Regions from separate parts of the Zea mays genome. Here region 1 is linked to region 2. Evidence: chromatin contacts called from public Hi-C data. All regions are on one chromosome and are shown on one strand. The core of a region is the stretch at or near the end of the contact, and the rest is flanking DNA. Distances in the headings are between cores, read along the strand shown.

Evidence for each region. Hi-C and Micro-C count contacts between places; a contact is called where the count stands out from the background.
Region 1: a contact with region 2 is called in a Hi-C map of leaf, with 2.4 times the contacts expected there. The contact joins the enhancer-like site here to the promoter of LOC100382548 in region 2. A contact is called at or near these places in 3 of 25 Hi-C or Micro-C datasets (all in leaf).

The regions. Positions count from the first base shown.
Region 1 is chr1:213,373,194-213,380,326 of Zm-B73-REFERENCE-NAM-5.0, forward strand. LOC100279383 (exocyst subunit exo70 family protein D1) reads right to left here. Exons shown (of 1, transcript NM_001152397.1): 1 at 7,025-7,133. Among protein-coding and RNA genes, the nearest start is that of LOC100279383, 5.9 kb to the right of the region's middle. Within about 2 kb of position 3,823, at least 9 of the 20 cell types and tissues checked have an H3K27ac peak or open chromatin away from gene starts, as enhancers often do. A contact at or near this core is called in leaf, where this site is marked.
Region 2 is chr1:213,310,224-213,317,880 of Zm-B73-REFERENCE-NAM-5.0, forward strand. It overlaps LOC100382548, which reads right to left and starts at 1,456. Exons shown (of 3, transcript NM_001175282.2): 1 at 1,065-1,456. The coding sequence starts at 1,200. LOC111589969 reads right to left here and starts at 3,332. Exons shown (of 5, transcript XM_023300895.1): 1 at 3,140-3,332; 2 at 2,670-3,054; 3 at 2,338-2,597; 4 at 2,187-2,259; 5 at 1,975-2,091. The coding sequence starts at 2,699. The coding sequence ends at 1,975.

The DNA.
Region 1 (7,133 bases), core at 2,573-5,072, 65 kb after region 2:
GCACTCGCGCGAGGTCAGGAATTGATTGTATTCATCTTGATAATGGGAACTATGATGGTCTATGGACATAGATCCTAGGTGGATGCCCTGTCTATGAGACGAAAATGGAATTAACGATTAATGTGTGGTACCGTGAGTCAAGCGATTGAACGTACTAAACACATGTCGGGAAATATGGTAACCGGTAAGCCTAGTACCTGAGTGAAGTCGGACGCGGACTTCCCCCTCACTTGTCCTGAGACATGGTCTCCAATGCTAGATATGGTGGGTGCAAGTGCAGTCACTACACGACGGCAGCCAGGGTCAGTGGGCATTGCACGCCAAGGCGGTGGGCCCTGGCCGCGAACGGGGGATCGATGGGGACGATTGACTTGTGTGGGGACAGAGTGCCCCTACATGTCATATGTTTAGGTTTACCTTGCAAGGTTAAAACTCGATTTGAATCGTCTGCTTCTCGCTGCTAATGAGACTGCTTGATCCATGCTGCTAAATCGAGTAAGAAGTGTAATGAGGTTTCTTGAGACAAAGTGTTGATTGCATTAATTGTTTGTTACCATGTATGCTTAGAAGGAAGCAAACTTAGCAAATAAATACTATAGAACTTGAAAAGCTAAAATTTAATTTAGACTCAGCTAGTGCTTTTTGGCAAACCAAATCCCTCAACCAAACAACTGTATGGTCTAAAGGTAGAGGAGTAGGCTCCTCACACAGAATAAGTCTAGTTGGTATTAGTATACTCAGTCTTGCTTGTGGCAGAATTTTTAAAGGTTTGTTGCAAGACATGGTTGATGCTGTGACTTGACCAGCCACCCTGCCACCGGGTTGGACGGTTGAGTGGGATGCCGCATCGGCAGGAGAGGACCAAGAGTAGTAGTGGGCCAGGCCTTGCCCTACTCCCTACTTATCGACATTAATTATTATGTGCTGCAAAGTTGAGAACAATATTTCCTTTTTATCAAAACTCTGAATGATGTAATATTCAATTACTTTTAATTTGTCGTTTCATGCTTTATTGTTAATCTTTGTGTCTCACCTTTGTGTGAGAAAATGGTACTCAATCCTTGTCAAGTGGTTAATCGGACTTGATCTGACGGACTGAAAGTTTATTCCGATTTAAGTGTATAGTTGCCTTCTGGGCGATGCTTGAACACTTAAGTTGGAATAATCTGGACGGTTCTGCCACATATTCAGTGTTTTACCCCTATGTTGATGAATCTGAGCTGGTTATGACTTAGAAACTTAAATTGTTGAACTTATGAACCCGTGAATCAAATTCTAGCAGACTAGTTAGCCCATAAGATTGTGATGGTCATTAAGCACCAAAATCAATATAAGAAATGGTTTAAGGTCATTTCCCTTTCACTAACCCAAATCATAAGCAGTATGTTTTAAGTCGTACTGACTTACTTGGTCTATATTAGTTAGATCACTTAGTTTTGTCTAAATTTTTTAGCCTTATCTTAGTAGGCTAGCAGCCCCTCTTAGATTTCATCCTGGATCCACCACTGACAGAAGCTAATGGGAGAAGTCGAAAAGCTTAGAATGATTGTGAAAAAACTACGGAGAAAGTGTCATGCTCGACCTACTTAGGATATCAATGGACGTACGCTGAAGAAGCTTGAGAAGGGAGAAACTGTAGCGTGCACCAAGCTCCATCAAGAGAAGCACATTCCTGGAGCAATCAAGAAGTGAGCAAACAACTGTAACTAGACTCCAAGTTAGGTTGGCTAACTCCAACGTGGATGTAGGCAAATATTTTAGGCTTAGCCGAACCACGAGAAAAATCGTTGTCTCTTGTCTCTTGCTTTACTTTCTTATTTGCACTTCTCTACTTATCTTTGGTATAAACTATTTGTGATGTGCAGGATCTTTTGAGACAAGGACTCTATTTCACTGTGATCTACTCGACTTAGTTTTATTCCGCTGCAATCAATGCTTCATGTAGAGTAAGAAAGTTCTTTAGAGTTTGAATTTTTACATTCGCCTATTCACCCCGTTTAGGTGACATCCACAGGTCCTAGTACAACCAAAGGCTATTTTCAAGCAGGCTTTCGAAAACTAGATTCAAAATCAAACTACTTTCTAAATATTGCGAACTTTTGGAGGCCGAGCTATTTTTACTCTCAATAGCTTTAGCAACTTCCTAAACATGAGTTTAGGAAGCTTTTTTAGAGAACTTTTGTAGTTGCTCTATGGCTCCGTTTGGTTACAAAACATCGCTAAGAGCTTATCAAAAGCCTCCCTAAATCATGTTTTTTGGGGAAAACAAAAAAAAGTGTCTCAAACATTTCCCCTAAAGGACTCCCAGCTTTTTCATAGCTCTTGAAACTCTCTCATCTGTAGCTACAAAAGGAGATTTTTTGGGGTCCCGAGAAACATAATCTACTGTCGCCCACACAACCTCGCCATCTGCTGCTGGCATCGTGCCCCCGCTATCCGGCATCTACCGTTGCACGACTCTCTATTGGACCTCCATCGTCGATTAGACCTCTATTGTCGCTCGACCTCGCCGTTGGTCCTTCCTCGTCGGCCGCGTCTGCTTGCATAGGTGCTACTATTTAGGAGTGTTACGTTGCACATGGCTTTATATCATGTTATTGCTTGGGTGTTTTCTCATGGCCTACCTGGAAGGTAACGACTTGATTGTTAAACAAGACGTGCGGGAGAAAAACACATATACTCTACGTGCTTCGTGTGTGGCGTACGAAATTCTGCTTTAAAGGAGTAGATATTATTTTAGCGAGTCTTTTAAATTTCTCCATGTACAAATTGAAATTTATATTTATATTTTTCTGAGGTAATAGGAGAGACCATATAATATTTTTAGAAAAGGATTTTTTATCTTAAGTTGCATATAATTTTGTATTCCAATGTTAATTTAATATTAGATGGCCTAAATTTTCAAAATAATGGTATAAATATATGGCACAAAATTTTAAAATTTAAATAAAGTTGAACATACATGGAAAAAGTAAATCTTGTTAATAAATCAATTAAACCAACTGAAATAGTTACCAGGGGTAAACTGGTCAAATATTAGTTTATAAGGTTATGTTGGATATATGCCAAATTTAGTGTAGTAGTTTGGGATTTTTTATTTTATTTTATTTTATAAAACAAAAAGGCATGTTAGTGGATTTGTTTTGGCAAGGTGGCACATCAGGAAATTGAGTAGACATTTGTCTGGTGATATATTTACAAGGAACTATTAAGAGTGATGCATTTACAACACCGAAGAAGAAAAAATAGAATTATTCTTAAGGTGATATATTTTTGTATATTGATTCGTACATTGACAAATTGGGGACAACTTGTCATCCTAATATTATGCATTTTTCAGATAGGGATGCTATTTGATGATGTGGATGTTGTGCAGGACATTTACAAGGAATATGCACATAATATTGGTTTCTCTATTCGTAACGAGCAACAAAGGTATGATGACAATTGAGTGGTTCAGTGGAAACGGTTTTTGTGTGCAAGAGAAGGATATTATGTTAAGAAAACTAAACCCAATGATCCTGCTGATGAGATGTGTAGAATTAGAGACTAGATGTGGATGTCAAGCTTATATATATGTCAAACGTACTAGTGAAGGCAAGTATGAAATTGCAGCACTATATGAGGGGCACAACCATGCCTTTGTGACACCCAGCAAACGTCATTTGCTGCGTTCAAACCGTCGTGTTAGTGAGAAGGCCGAAACAATGCTCTTTTAACTGTCATAAGGCAAGCATCGGAACATCTCATGCATACAGACTACTGCAGGTGGGAGCGGGAGGCTGGGAGCAGCGGCGAGTTGGGGAGGTCGCGGCCCGGCCAGGAGCAACGGCGAGGTGCCGTGTTGGGGAGGGCGTGACCCATCCGGGAGCGACAACGATTTGGAGGTCACCGATGAGGAAAGCGATGGGCAAAAGGAGAAATGAGATTAGAAAGGGGCAAGGGGTTAATAGAGAAACAACCATCGATGGTGGAAGGGGCCTTTGTGCTAAAGAAACAATTTAACATTGATGACCATCGAAGGCACAAGAACGACCGCTTGCACGCTTGTAAATAAGATTGCACGCTTGCATAGCAGTTGACACCTGATACTTATGCACATAAACAAGGCTTATTGTTTAAAATTGAATAGAAAGAGATTTAATTTCCTTCAATTATCTCCGATCTTCATGTAACTGAATAAGATCTAAAGAAGATTGGACCCCTTGTTGGGCGAAGGCGGACCACCCCTCGCTCAGGTCATTTATAACAATAGGAATAAATCATTATAGAGAAGCGAAAGCCCTAAGATGGAGGGAGCGTTCAAGTAAGGCGAAGGCTCTGCCGGTTCCCGGCGCGGCCAGGAATGGCGAAGGCCTCAAGTGACTTCCGAAGACTCGGCGCACGGAACACGGGGTCCACTATCGCTATCCGCGCTTTGTTGTCAAAGCGGGCCCGTGTAAAACCGTCTTGGGCCGCCTGGTCCCACTTGTAAGCTATAGTGTAGGTAGAGTTAATGGTGTATTCATCTGTGGTGTACCTAATCACACTGTAATGACCTACAGTAATCCTTTGGAGGGGAATATTTAGGGATAACGTAGATAACCAGGGGCATCATTGTATTTACCAAGGTGAGACCGCCCCCTGTTTCTGGTTACCTATAAATATCCCCGTACTGTACCATAATACGAGAGGCTGAAAAAACACTGTTGCTCTAATACACCGCGTTGACAATCATCAAATCATCCATGTTCTCCAACTGTTTGGATTTGCTCGACCAAGTGTCAGCAAGTTCCAACACCCCTAATAGTTAAATTTATTTAAATAGAATAGAATTCAATATTTATACAACGAACAAGGCCTCAAGGAGTTGGGACCTAACACCGGTCTGAATCATTCGTTATTCCTCGTCGAGTCCAACTTTTGAAGGCTCGACGGGGTTAGAGAAAAGGGCCACGAAAAGCCAAGCAAAACCCATCCATTTTTCTCTCATTCACACGGGCATCATAGATTAGTTAGTTCGGCAGAAACCCAACAATCATTGAGCAGAGCAAGCAAAGCAGCACGGCAACGAGCACCACATGATCATGATTGATGATTGTAGCTCCGGAACGTCCTCTGTTTGTTCAATATGCCAGTATTTTATTTTCAGAGAATATCCCCATTACCAGCGATTTATTCGGTGGTTAAGCTTGATCAGTTTATTCAAATGGGCCTATGTAATTATGCGGAGTCTACAATGACGAGAAGAAACAACGAAGAATTAAACAAGCAAGCACGGAACTGTTCACCGCCTCATGTTAACACATTAAGAGTGACATGTAATGTTCAAACTCTTCTAAAAAAACAGAGGAAAGGTAAAACTAATAAAAGACGATAGACTATGTACTCATGAGCCATATCCGATGGCAGATCAAACTGCTGACGCTGTAGAAAGTCAGTATCATACTGACTCTTCTGTGAAGTGAGAAGTACTCACAACGCATTACTCCTATGGCATGTACATCAGCCCAAAACGATTACACATGTATTCAAACACTCTTTTATTTCAGAACAAACAAAAAAAAACAATGTTCTTTTCCTCTACACGAAGGAATATCTAATTAGCAAAGACGTACTTGCGCCCTTTTTTCGTCCAATAAAACAGACATGTGCCTATGTTACTTGCAAGGTAAAAAGGAAAAAAGGAGGGAAGAAATAATGCAGATACCAAGTAGTTGTAACTCTACAGCAATACTGAATAGAAACCTCAAGTCCTAGCTCTGTAATAATAATGCAACTGGAAGGGTTGTTGGCCAGGGAGACAACTAGATACTGAGATTATAGATATAAAAAAATTCCATATACGTATGCCAAACGATACATGTCGCCTGTACATATGAATATGATGGCCTGTTCGTATCAAAGTATACGATGACAAATCTTTCAGCATACATAATTGCATTCTTGAAAAGATCACGAACATTATAGCTCAAAAAGGCAATCAGCTGGTAGGGCTTCAAATTTCATCAGTCCCCGCAAGGTTACACGTATGGCGCATAACACATGATCTCTGATTCCATAGTATACTTTTATAAATTACATCATAGTCATAGGCAATGCTGGATCATGTGATTCCAGAACATAATATATACAGCAATATGGACAGGCTGTTTCCAGTTACACGCATTGGTACGTCAATGGAGAGTGCAATAGAGTAATTTCTTGTGCCTGATAACAACACATAAAAAGCTAATACGGATTCATGACATGTTATTTATCGCATAACTGTAGAAGGAAATGGAGAGTGCAATAGAGTAATTTACAATGTGGTTTTTATTCTTGGGAACAAGTATATGTGTTTTTCAAACAAGAACAATGGAAAGCATGGCATTTCAGACTTGTTCTTCTTATTATTTCCTTAATAGTTCCATCTGTTTTTTTCCTCATAAATAAGCACAGCTTTGACATCCATGGTCCATCCAAAAAGAAAAAAAGGGCAAAACAAAATGATCTGGACATAGAAGACCTCTCTTTTGTACCTTTTTCTCAGTATGTTATTTCTAGTATCAACTTTCAGGGTCAGGGACCACGAACTCAACTAGTAAAAGAGGTCTTTCAAAAGGACAGCATCCCAAAGTGGTGTGTGCAGGGAAAATAATTGCACAATAAAAAATTTGAAACATTCCTGCCAAATAGCATCTATTTTCTAACTTAATGATATACTAAAATAGCAACAAAGTGTAAATCTTATGGAGGAATCAACAATGCCACTTTAACGGTTCATCTTTATATTAGTTTTGACAACTGAATAGAACTGTGCCATGGAGAAGACTTGAAGTTTTCTTTTGAATTTGCAACAGCGTGATATTATCATATTACAAAAATATGTGGTACATGAGAGTCGTAGAAATCTTTTTACATCTAATCCACAAAGCGTAGACCCATTTGATAATTGTTAACAATGAAAAGGGTAACAGAAGCTGGTGCAAAACAGGGGCAAAAATGCCATGGGTTCCAACTATCCAACGTTGCTGAAAGAATTTTCTATATGGACATGCTACTTGCAAAATTTATATAATTATAGTGTACCAAATGAACACCTTCTCTTACAGAGTAGGGATCACTGGGCCGATTGACAGCTTCAGAAAGATCCCAAAATGTATTCATATTTG
Region 2 (7,657 bases), core at 206-2,705:
CTATGTAAATATTCATATGTTAATGTAGCTTGCAGTTGCAGCTTGAAAGAAAAGAAGAGAGGTTGGATCTTCGATAAGATAACCATATTTACATAGCAAAACAAATTTATCTTCATTACACATTGATGACAAGCTACATCTTAATTGCAAGAGAGATGGATCATGGATGCTACAAGAACAACAAATAGGAAAAGAGAAGTGCATAGTACATACCAAGGATGGACAACAAAAAGGCTTGTATTCTCTAACCTTACCAATTTTTTTGCTATTGCAAGTGTTAGATTGTTAGGTTTTTTTTTACATATCCTCGCCTAGGCGATGCTCGTATGGCGTCGCCTCGCCGCACACCTAACTCGCCTAGGCGTTTGGAAGAGGGTGGGTCGCCATGTCTCGCCTTAACGCCTTAATAACCTTGTCATCTGCTGATGAAGATTACATGAATGATACGAAGACTGAGAAGATGCAGGGAACAGGATTGTCCTCGAGTGCATGGTATAGTTTTTGGTGTGGACGACAAAGCAAGAGCACAACTGGAAATATCAGACCCGGTCTCAGCTGTAGGAAAGGCAGTAGAACAAGGGGAGCTACACGCGCAGAGAAGGCACATCAGTCTGATAGGGTCGCTTTACAAGTATGCTTCGGTTCTTGCAGGACTAAACCTGTTGGCTATTAGTGTGCCACAGTGCCAGTTTTACCTCTTGAGAGCGACACTAGACGCGAACTTACTGTTTTGTTCAACTGAATTAGGCATGGGAGCCTCTTTTCTAGAAAAATAAACCAAACTGATTTGCCTTCACACACAAATTTCGCACATATTAACAGACTTATCTACCAGGAATTCCTAGTTTGAAGAACCGCATTAATTAGTCAAAACACGGTCAAATAGTAGTATCAAATACGCGAGCGCAAGCCGAAGACGAGAGATATCTCATCTCAATCCGATCGGGTCGCACACTAGCCTGTGCAATAATAACTCATGCGTCGAGAAATTAAAGTACAACCAACACTTCCCTGCGCAGTAATCAAACGATACGGTCATAAGGGCGAATCGCGCATATACGTACAGTGGGGCGGGAGCTGGGACGTGGTGAGCGTGATGGAGCCGTCGCGGAAGGTCTCGGTGTAGAAGCCGCCCTCCGGGTGCGGCTTCAAGTCCAGCAGCGCAGCCACCTCCGTCGCCGTCATCTCCTCCGAGGCCATCTCCCCCGCCCTCCCCCGCCGCCTCCTCGTGACCGCCTGCGAGTTTCTTCGGCGACGGACCCTCACCCTAGATCCAATCGACCGTGCCCTGCTCAACGCGGTTCCGGGGAGGATTTGAATGATTGGCTCGTTGGATTCCAAGCAGTGCAGCGAGTTCCGATTGTGCGCCCGTGTTTGTTTAGCCCGGCTAAACGTGGCGGCTGGCCTGGGGTGGTGACTGGTGAGTCTCTGGGTGGTTGGTGACTTGACGGTGGAGGCCAACTCTTTCTTCCGCCGGTCAACTCGATTTGGTGTTAAAATTCAAGCAGAGAGCTATTTCTCTACTCTATATCATTTTTATTAAAAAGTCACTACATTTCTTCTAAATCAACTCAGCGTAAAATATTAAAAAGCGGTACAGAAGTAGGGGTTTAAACCCACACCATAATGTAAGAAGGGTGGAAGACACTGGGTGAAGCTATCTAACTAGTAGAACATCATGCTTAGGTGTTTATAATATTGAATATGAATTGTACACATATATATATATACTAGTCAAGTGCCCGTGCGTTGCGACGGCACACAAATTATTCATGCACAATGATTACATAAAAACAAGTAACATATTATGGACCACAATCTTATAAAATATACAAATCAATTTACAATCAAACGTGAATATACATTAAAATTCATACTAAAAGGACAGGAATAACAAGTGAGAAAAATTCTAAATCTTTGTTTTTATCATAAACTCGAGTATTTACAAATAAAATCACATATATCTAAAGCCAACTAAACACTGATGCGCTTAATAATCTTTTGTATTTCTTCTGGAATATTGTCATTACATTCATTGTCCTGGTACTTCATCAACTCTACCAAGAATTTGGTCCTCAGTACACTTGAAGTCTGTACATTCGATATAAGACAACATTAAATTCAGTAAAGACAATTAGTTATAAAAAATGATATTGACCAAGAATTAGAACTACACAGTTACTCACAGTGGAAATGCAGGGTAACCTTTTACCATTCCACGAGTGCATAAAGTTGATAACAAGAAAGCCTGATAAATCCCTACAAATTAAAATAACTCGTTCTTACGTGTATATATAGCCAAAATTATTTAGTTGTCTTCAAGGTATAAGAAATTACCAGTTTAATGTTTTTGGAACCCATGATGGTACTATACGACGCCACATATAAATATCGTCTTTCCATGTAGGATTAGCCAATTTCATGGCAACATTCATATTATTGGCAATATTATGTATTTTGTGAATATAATGCATGCTTGGATCGTTACCCTTAAACCATGATGGTAGAGGCATGGAGTCCATTATATAGATGCTTCTGGTGTTCATGTTAAATACATATAAACTGAAGTGACCCAAGAAACAAAAGGGCAATAGAATCTGCAAGTTAAACAAACATCTTAAGAGAACAAAATTAAAGATTACAAAAAATATAAAGGAGTAATAGCTTACTTGGCTGCAATCTGAAATAGTATACTCCATGTCAGGCCAACATTCAAATAAATTCGCCAATACATTGGTATCTAGCTTTGCACGAAGGCGAGGGTCTTGACCATAATTAGTTATGGACTGTTTATTACCATGTTAGTAAAATATAGTAATATAATGATCATATTTATATGAAAACAGTTTAATCACTAATCAACATACACAGAACTGTAGATCCATGTAGTGGTATTTGTTTTCCAACAAGAACAAGGCATCACTGCATGCGATCATCCGAACAGCTATGTTGAAGCAATCCTTATCCATCGGTTTATTTACATCCAATATATTTTTAAGCTGTTGAAGACTTAAAGAAATTGGATAAGGCTTGGTGCTCTGAATCCAATGTTTCCTATTAAATAAATATTTGTTTTCATAGTTAAAGAAAGATCATAGATGTTGAATATTTATCATATCTATAAAAAACATTAACTTACTCCAAATATTCGGCGTCGTCTATCTCCATGATGTATGTGCATAATGCACTCATCAGTTCTTGTGTGTTTGTTGATGTTAATGTAGCGGGCAGAGCACATGACGATATAAATGGTTGAACCTGGGATGATGCATTTAACGATATAGGTAACTCACAAGGAGTCTTGATTATCTCAACATCACATGAACTTCCTCCATCTTCATCTGCAAGATGGTTAGTCTCTTGATGTCCTTTCTTTGTGTTTAATCTTGAGTTCCACAATCTTGAATGTGCGGTCCTACCACCAGGCATAATAGATGCCGCTACTCCTGACGTCGCAGTAGCAGTAGCTATCTTTCCAGAGCGCCGAACAGTTGCCAGCAAAGCTTTGTACAGAAATGTCTTGCCTGTTCCTCCTGGACCATCCACAAAGAAGACACCTCCACTAATATTCTCCACCGATGATAATATCACGTCGTAAGCGTGTCTCTGCTCATGGTTGAGAGATGAAACCACAAATTCAGCCTCAGGGTCTTCTGGAATATTCATCTCTTCAAATATCTCTCTAACAACATCTGCCATATTGTCGTGCTCGTCCTTTATTGCAGGTAGAGGGAATAACCTGATGTCCTTACCCATTGTTTGAAGCATATCTCTAATATCCAACAACACTAACTGCTCGACCACATTTGAGTTACTATGGGTTCGACAGAAGTCATCAGACATTGCCTCCAAATGTTTGTTCCACAGACCAACCACATCAGTAGGCTCACAGAAAACCAGGATCGTCGCAAATAGCCTTCTAAGAGAAGGTGGCATATGAAATCCTGACGCCTCAGTTAAGCACTCATCGATGTTGTTGTCTGCCTCAATAAGACCCCTTTTTTCGGTAGCTTCACGAAAAGTTGGATATACATTACCGTCGTATGTCCTTAGACTTTCAAATGAGGTAGCACCCCTCACGTGATTAAGTAGCACCCTTAGATAATAACGTTCTCCCTCTGCTGGGTGTGCCGAGACTATTCTTCCAACTTGCATACGTTGTTGACGCGCTGTCCATTTCTTTGCACCTGGCCACCACCTTGCCACCTCGGGGAACTCCCTATATAAGTAGTTTGATGCCCAATCAAACAACTGATTTGCTCTAAAGTACTCAGTTAACATCGATTTGTCAATGTTATCCTTGTTTAAGACCTGACGCATATCATCATTTATATTGTAACTAACAAGATGCATGCCAGGCAAGTGGAGCTGTAGTTGCAGAACTGGGGGAGATATACCATGCAGATCGAAACTATATATTCTCCATAAAGCCTCTTGTGGTGATACCCATCTGGCATCTCTGAAGTTCTCAATCTCGTTAATACTTTGACCACCATCAACGTCGATCACAGTGACAGATGCCCTATCATGACCCTTATGAATGTACTTGTATATATACTTCACAGCCTTAATGCTTGAGCAAACCTCCACATTAATGTGGCAGTCATACATCCTCAATAAAGTAGGATTATAAGGAACAACCCAACGGTTGTCCAAGTCATGCCCCCTTACTCGTACTTTTTGTCCGTCATCTCTTCTTCTGTAAATGGGGTACGAGTCTTTGCCCTGAAGCGTTGTCTCACCAAATAGTCGTGGATAGTGACACTTGCAACTACCATTCTTCATACATGTATTTTGCATGTTGAGATGTCCGCATGGGCCATGCATCATGTGTTTGACTACCATATCAAAAAGTTCTGGGAATCTGTTCTTATCTGGAAGTTCTGCCGATATAACAGCGTCATACTGGTCTGGAACAATTAGCTTACTGCCTGTCTGCATGATAAGAAGGAAGTGTGCATGTGGTAGACCTCTTTTTTGGAACTCAATCACATAGACATGTGCTGCCATGACACCAAGTATGTGCTTTTTGAAGAGTTGATGCTTCAAATTGTCTAGTTTAGCCTTAAAAACTCGGACCACCAGATCACAACGGTCTTGTGATTTTTGACCTGGTTCTAGCTCGCTGGTTATCTCCTCCCAATTTGGATTGCATGTCATGGTAAGAAATATGTCCGGCTTACCGTACTTTTGCACGAGAGCAAAGGCATCCATGTATCGTCGCCTCATGTCTCTCGGTCCGCCGATGAAGGAAGCCGGTAGAACCCACAATTTACCCAATGCACTTGCTCGATGCTCCCCAGCATACACGCTATCCATCAGGCCTTGATAAAGATCAGCCCTGATTCTTGATTGGTTAAACAGTATGTAGTTCAGTCGTGTAGTCTCTAGCTTGATGTACGTGTCTACTGCGAACTGCTGGAACAGACGCTGACCATGCAACACTGTGTTGAAAATTTCACGACGCATCTGGAATTTGTAGCAGTAGTACTCACACATCGTAACATAGAGTTGGCCATTCGAATCTATTATACAATAAAAAAAATAAATTTTAGAGAAGACATTAAAGAACATTATGGCCAAAGCAACACCTTAGTAAAAGGTATTGAACACGGGCAACTAACCTGGGTTGTCGGAATCTGTGGATTGTCATCCATCAATTCTAGCAGTGTTGACACCGACCTTGGGTATGCCTGAATGCCAACCGAGCTCCCCTCTTGGGAAGAAAAGAGGATAAGCCAATGGATCATAGCAACCATGGTGAGGCTTTATCGAATAAAATGCATTGTCATTTCCGTACAGGGTAACTCCGCGTTCGAATTGACGGTGTAACTCAGTCCCCTCGACCCAAACAGCTGCCACTTCCGATGAGGTAGGTGTATTAAACGTTCTTTGGTCAAGCTTGTAGTCTGTGTTAAGGTCAATACAGTATTCATCAATATTTCCATATTGGCCAATACTTCTGAATGTCTCTGCGTAAGGATTTTCCCTTAGCAAGTTTGCTAATTTGGTCATCACATTCTGATCTTTAGCTTTGAAGACTTCGTCACGCGCAAGACGCATTCGATGCGATAAAAGAGGATCATCATCGTAGAAGTACAACTCCAGGTGTTTTGGATCACTTTCTCGACGACCAAAAGAGTGTATCCGGTGATATACCTGACCATGTGCTTTGAATGTATAAACACCATCTCTTGAACTTGCAAGATTTTGGTCATACTCGCAGTTGAATGTGGTGAATGAAAAGTGACCATTAAAAAATCTAGTGTTATCCAAAAAAATGTTGTGAATCAGCGTCCCTAGTTGTGTACAACAAGTGAAGCTCTTCGGGTGGTTGTGGCATCACAAGTTTGACCTTTCCCTGTTTGCAACAGAAACCAGGAGACTCGTACTGGAACCTTTTTGCTCCACAATGTGGACAATCTGACTGAGGTTGCAACATTTGTGTGGCGTCAGGTAGGTTTCTATATACAACATCGATGGTACCAAAATCATCTGAGGTCACGACCGAATTTTGATAGGTAATGTTTCCTCCCTCAAGATTATCAAGGTTACGTTGATCTCTTCTTCTGGCATATCGCTCTCGAGCGCGTGCCCGTGTATTCTCGAGCTGTTCAGTTGTCATACTCGCACGTCTTGCTCGATATTGTTGTCGGCGTGCTTCTGCGCGGTCTACTGATGCGTTAATAATCATTTTAATTGGTATGGGAATCATTAAGAAAGGAATGGTAAGTAACATATATTCTGTCGTACCAGCTATGTTTGCTTGGACGGGATATGTTGGAGCAAAGTGTGAAGGTTCAAGTAAGCAACTATTGTTGGTTGCACTGACATCTAATAATAATAACAAGTCAAATTATTATTAAATCAATTGCATGTAAGTTATGCTTGAACCTTGTATACAAGTGAAATCTGGTAAGATTTACCATTGTTCGGTTCGCCATGAGGTGGTGTATCGCCTAACGGTTGGTCTCTTTTACGTCTCCTTTGTTCTGGCGTCATATTCGCATACCGTTCTCTAGCACGGGCTCGTCTACTTTCAATTTGGTCATAAGTCATGCTCTCACGTCTGGCTCGATCTCGCTGTCGACGCACTTCCGCGCGATCATCTGGTACTTCATTAAAGTATGTTTGCAAGAGAATGGGTGATATGGTAGTCGATGGTGCACGTGTGTTAATGTTCGTACCATCATCATCAACCATAAAAAAAATATAAGTTTCAAATTAGTAATTTAGTAATGAATAATAATATTTATGCTTGGCACTATGTTTTAACATATTTATCATTAAACTAACCGTTGGATGTATGTCCTTGTAGTAAATTTGATATGGCAGTCGATGATGTACATGTGTTATTCGTACCATCAGTAGCAACTATAAAAATAAGTTTCGCATAATTAATAATAATTATATTATTATTATGTTTGACACTATTGCCTTAATATATTTATCGTAAAACTAACCGTTGGATGTATGTCCTTGTAGTAAATTTGAATATGTCACGGTACTTTGTGTCGATAGTGGAAAGGATTCCACACGATGATAGGGCTCTTCATCATTAGATGAAGATGTGTTACAACTTTCTAGGAGTGGGTGTGATGTTTCTCTGATAATAATTCCAGAAGGACCATTTGTGCAATAGTCAGAGTATCGTCTC